Linked DNA regions of Columba livia: region 1 is linked to region 2. A link is a contact called in public Hi-C data. All regions are on one chromosome and are shown on one strand. Each heading gives the region's core, a stretch centred on a gene start, on an enhancer-like site or on the middle of the called end of the contact. The rest is flanking DNA. Distances are from core to core; before and after follow the strand shown.

Region 1 (2,700 bases), core at 126-2,625, 150 kb before region 2:
AACAAGGCCACCGGCCCTTCCCTGCCAGTAACACTGGAGGTTTTGCACTTATTATACATTTGGTGAAACAGTGAAAATTTACTAGATGTTGCAGAAAGAAACAAGGGAAAGTTAAAGCACAGCCTAGAAAAATAAAATGAGTACTGTTTGCATGTACTTTTATTGATTTCTGACAGCCATGTTATTTTCAAGGACAACAGAAGGGAAAAGAATTTCAGTCTTTGAATGGATGAGTGATATACTACCCCCCTTTTTAACTAGTCATATATATATATATTTGTTGTTGTTGTTCTGGTGTATGCATGTGCAGAAGGGTGTCTACCTAATTGGCCTCAAGAGGGGATTAAACTAAATAAAATCACAGTCCACAGGAGGCCTCTAAATATGGCTTTTTAATTTGAAAATTTTTGTGGGTTCCAGTGTAATTCAAGCTTTTCAAGCTTTATTAGTGCAGTCGTTCCTGCAGCTTGCAAAGCTCTCATCTCAGTGAGTTTGATATGCTTGCCCCTACTCAAGCAGAAGACAGAGAGCTCTCTTCAGCTGCAAAACACGCTCTGTGACATAACAAAAGCCCTACTGTAAATAAAACACATGTTAATAACAGTGACAGGAGGCGGCAGAAACCGGCAACGCGCATCCAGGCAGCGACGCCACTCGAAAGCGGTACTAAACGGAGGTAATGACAGTCAGCAAGCATCTATCTACTCTGCCTGTGACAGAGGCGCTGGGAGCAGATAGGAGTAAATACCAGCAATTTTACATGTTCGCTTGTAATAAAAGTCAAAATATGCAGCTTGGTGTAACTAATTGCTGTGGAAGGAGAACGAACCAATCGTGCTTGTTGCTGTGAAACTGTTAATGGAGAACTTATGGAGAGAAAGTCCAAGTTCTCTCGTCCAAATTGGAATGTGAAAGAAATCTGTTGGAAGGTGATGACAGAAATGAAGTAAAACAGTTGTTTCCTGATCCATGTGCCAGATGTGTCACATACTGTGATAAATAAGATCTGCATCTTACACTCCAGAAATTGGGGAATATTACAAGCGTTTATTATAGTGAGGTACAAAAAAATGTACTTGAAATGCTTTGTTTCTCCTGGCACCAAGCAGTGAGAAGTTATTGCACAATGCCTGGAGCTGCTAATTCTTTTGTTTAGGTTCAATCCAACACAGCCTATTAAAAGCTTAAATTCAATTTTATTGTTAAGGTATTTATTAACTGATTATGAAAATACATTAAAGGGCTCATAATTAAACTACTAAATTGTTCCTTACCTTGACGAATCCCCCATTTTCCAAGACTGACTTCCATAGTATAAAATATCAGGGTTTTAATTTAGAGAAGAATGCTGCTCACAGGCAAACCCCAGCTTTTGCTTCAGCTCTTGAGTTGATCCCAGGCTGCCTTGCTGCCCAGAGTATCATGGCAGAAAGCCTAATTGCATTGGTGGCATTTCTTGGGAAGACTGCTCTGGAGGCTTGTGGCATGTTGTCACACATTTGCAGAAATAGCTGTGTGTTGATGTTGGATAACCCACTCTTACTACTCGGGAAAAGTCCCATTGACTTTTGGCCCATATGTCTTTGAAAATGCGCATTGTGAGCAGCTTGCTAGCCCTGTTGAGACTGAAGTCACATGCTTCCAGGCAAAGCACATTCCCAGAGTGAAATGAAGTTCCCAAAGATTTGCTTTCTAAATGCTCCCCCAAATTCAAAGCCTGGGAAGACAGTGGGAGCTGAGTGACTGGATCTCCTACAGTAGATCAGCTTAGGACCTCAGAGAGTCTGCCAACCCTCCAAACCAGTGATTTTATCCAGACAACTACATTGTGTCTTCATCCAGATGACTGATGGTGGGGAGGGGTGGGGTGGGATGGGTGCCGAGACAGCCAAGGTAAATTGAGCCTTTTTGTGTTTTCCCTTTGGAAATTGCTCTGCTCATCAGAAGGGCTGTGTGTCTAGCACCTGCAACAAGGTTAATGAGGAGACTGGGTTGTTTACCCAGAATTCTTACAGCTCTCAGCTGGGAACAAGCAGAAAGTAAATATCTGATTACCACAGGTAGAGATGAAAGCTTGAAACCACTGGTAACTTGTTTTGGGTGAACCTCTACAGTTCCAGGAACTTGATGGTGAACAGCAATTCTCTGAATATGTGATCTGTCTTTAAAACAGAAAACCCATCTCATGGTTGCTATGCCCCTGAAGACCCAGGGAAGTGGTAGATCTCTTTATTCTGGTGCTGTGCCCAGCAGTTCAAGAAACCTTCCCAGCCTGGCTGGGGCTTCAGGCCACTGTTGTGTTCCCTCTGCATGCTTGCTCAGAGTGGGGGTGGGTGTCCCACACGACATTGCACTCTTCCATGGGGACTTTCTGGTCAGGATTCATCTCACATGAATCTAGGCTGAGGTGAACTGCACCCTCCATGTGTCTCTGTCTCTCCTTTGATGATGAACAGGTAATGCTTCATCGCCTGTAGATGAAAACTACCTTGGTTATCATTCATATTTCACAGGGCTACTTCAGAGAGATTGGCTTGAGATGCATTTAAAAAACTGAGATTCACAAAAATGTAGCTTTGGTGATGTGCCAGTATCCTGTCTCAACGTATAAAACCTGTAAGTGATGTAGGTGAGTTCCAGCCGTGAATGTTTCCTAAATCACATTTGTTCCTGCTGCCCAGTTTCCCCACAAAGGAATAG
Region 2 (2,700 bases), core at 135-2,634:
CTCGGCCGGAGCCCTTGCTGCGGCGGACGACAGCCAGGGCCGGTGTGCGGGGGCTGCGCGATAGAGAAGCCTCTGATGGCTTCTTCAAAAATATCTGCCCAGATGGAGTTCAGCTTTATCCTCGATAAATGCCTTTCTACCCGTAAAGCCTGCCTGCCTGCTCTTTTCTCCGACGGCTCTTCGCAAACCCACTCGTCCGCCACCGCCGAGGTCTCCTGGCCGGGCGTCATGGAGTGACGGCCCCGTTCCCACACCAAGTTCCCCCCAAAGCGGGCAGGTGGAGCAGAGGGAGCGCGGCTGCGGGCGATGTTGATGCCCCGGCACAGACGCGAGACTGCGAAGAGTCTCGGCGACATTCCGGGGTGCGCGAAGCCTCATCACCTCGGCCGGCGTGGAGCTCCGCAGCCAGCCAGCGGCTCGCCCGGGCTTCGGGGGTGTCTGCGGGGAAAAAGAAAAAAAGAAAAAGAAAAACAAACAAACAAACAAACAACAAAAAAAAAAAAAAAAAAAAAAAAAGCGAAATTGAGGGCCTGCGATCCCGGGTGCGTGGGTTTGGGCTTCTCTGTGTGAGAGGGACGCGCGAGGCTGATCCGAAAATCCAGGCGTGAGGCTTCGAGGAGAAGCCTTCGGGGTCCCAGCCCCGCAACAGCTGCTGGGGTAAAAACCAATCGGCGAAGGTGCCTTTCAGTCAGCGAGACATTTCAATTCCCCTCGCATATAAACACAGGAACGGCCTTTCAAGAAATTCAGACAACTTTGTAAAACACCATCTACTCACACGTTCACACCGAGAAGAGTAGTAAAAGCGTATGAGTGTAGGGTCTGGATTTTATATTTTCCTGTCCTCTGGGGTCTGGTTTTAGACGGAGGGGACTGGTTTGGGGGTTTCTTTAGGGATTTTATTTATTTTTTTCTTTAATTTTCCTGTGTGGGTAAAGATTAACCTTTCAAGCCGAGAAATACAGGTGCTCCCAGGAATTTCTCCCCCACCCCAATGCACACATCTAGGCAAGAAACGCAGAGCCGCCTTCCGCGGGACAGCGAAAGAGAGATTACAACGTTGAAAGCTAAACCAAAAGGCTTTCGTGTTTTCCACTGAGCAGTACCGAGCTAGTCATGGCAGGGAAGAAGCCAATCCCTCAGCAAGTGAGAGTCGCAGGAAAAAAAGCCAGTTCAAGGCAGAGAGGCAGGGACTTTCGTTCAGAAATTGATCTGCGCTTGCAACGGGAAAAATTGACTATTCCCTTCACGTCTGTTCAATTATTTCGGTTTATTTATAGTTGATGGGGAAATATCATCTTTTCCTTCCCCTCCCTGGAAAGGGGAAAAGCACTAGCAGCTCTCTCCTGCGGGATGAGCTTTTTCCGCCGCTGAGAACCAGCGTCTTTTGCGAGACCCGGCGGCGGCCGGTCAGGGCTGGTTGCGGAGCCGCGCACCCCCTGCCCCAGCCGGCCCCGCCGCCCCCGGCCCGCGGGCTCCCTCGCTGCTGCCTTTCCAGGGAAGCTTATACACCGCCTTGCAGATCAGAGTCGTGTTTCGGGATAGCTCTGCGAGGCATGGAAAAAGGAGGGAAGTGGAGGGGGGGGGGGACACACGACACGACGATCCTACAGTCAGACTCGCGTAATGTCCAGAGGAAGTCTTAACTAAGCAGAGACTGTAAGGTCGGCTTCTAAAGCAGCCTACTGGGTTGTTTTGTGACCGTAAAGTCCTTAAGTAACCTCGCATTTAAAGGAAAAAGAAATCCTTCTTTGACACGGTTCAGTAATAAAACAATCGAAAACGCTAAACCTCTCCCACTCGGGCTCTCCAAGAAGGGAGTTTGCAATTAGCTGCAAAATCCCCTTGTGAGTTAATGACTTAATTTGTGAGGTATAAATTCACTGACTTTGCCCTTTATTTTTTTTTCTTTTTTTCCCGGACCTCCATGGAAAACTCTTTATTCATTTGTTTGCAATATACCGAAACTATGACTGCGACACTTTGCTACGCAGCATTCAAAGAACGGAAAATACTCGCTTGGGTACCCTTGGCTTTGTAAATAACTGCTTTGCCAATAGATGGCATAGTGTCCTTTCCATTGTGAGGAAGTTCAGCTTCCCCGTTTATTTACCTTGCTTGTTTGTTCTGCTGGCAGCAATTTTTTTTTTTTTGGCATAAACGTCTCTTTGCATTTCCTTCCCTAGAGTACAGAAAACATAGGTATCTTTAAAAAGGTATATTGCAAAAATTAAAATTACAAATGTAATACATACTGTGAAACCTATAAAAATGCGTTTACAATGGTTACTTAAAAAAGAAATTTATAACTTTCATATGTACCTTACTCGTGCAATATGCAACTACCATATGTTTCCTAGTTCCATAATTCAGTTTTTCCTGGACAGCTGGAGCAGGTAGTACTTCTTAAAGTACATTTCATGTAATATGAGAACTAGCCCTGACGAAAGAGCGAGGGTTACCATAAAAAGACACAAGTCTTGCTTAAAAAGTGTTGTTGAATTACACATCATTTCTTACAATGGTATGATATAAATGTTCCCGTAGATCGACGTTATTATGAAACGGGGATATACCGTGTCTTTTTGCTGCTGATATCTCAGCCTTGCAAACATAAATATTGCCAATTAGTGACTACCTAATTTAATTTAATTCCATACATGTTTTCATATTCTTCATGAGACAATAGTGAAAATATGA

Evidence for each region. A called contact is a pair of places that touch in the nucleus more often than the background predicts.
Region 1: a contact with region 2 is called in a Hi-C map of crop, with 2.2 times the contacts expected there. The contact joins two enhancer-like sites. A contact is called at or near these places in 2 of 2 Hi-C or Micro-C datasets (crop and liver).

Annotation. Positions count from the first base shown.
Region 1 is chr3:37,394,381-37,397,080 of bColLiv1.pat.W.v2, reverse strand. No RefSeq gene overlaps it. Among named protein-coding and RNA genes, the nearest start is that of NT5E, 110 kb to the left of the region's middle. Within about 2 kb of position 1,375, at least 2 of the 3 cell types and tissues checked have an H3K27ac peak away from gene starts, as active enhancers do.
Region 2 is chr3:37,242,130-37,244,829 of bColLiv1.pat.W.v2, reverse strand. No RefSeq gene overlaps it. Among named protein-coding and RNA genes, the nearest start is that of TBX18, 6.1 kb to the right of the region's middle. Within about 2 kb of position 1,384, at least 2 of the 3 cell types and tissues checked have an H3K27ac peak away from gene starts, as active enhancers do.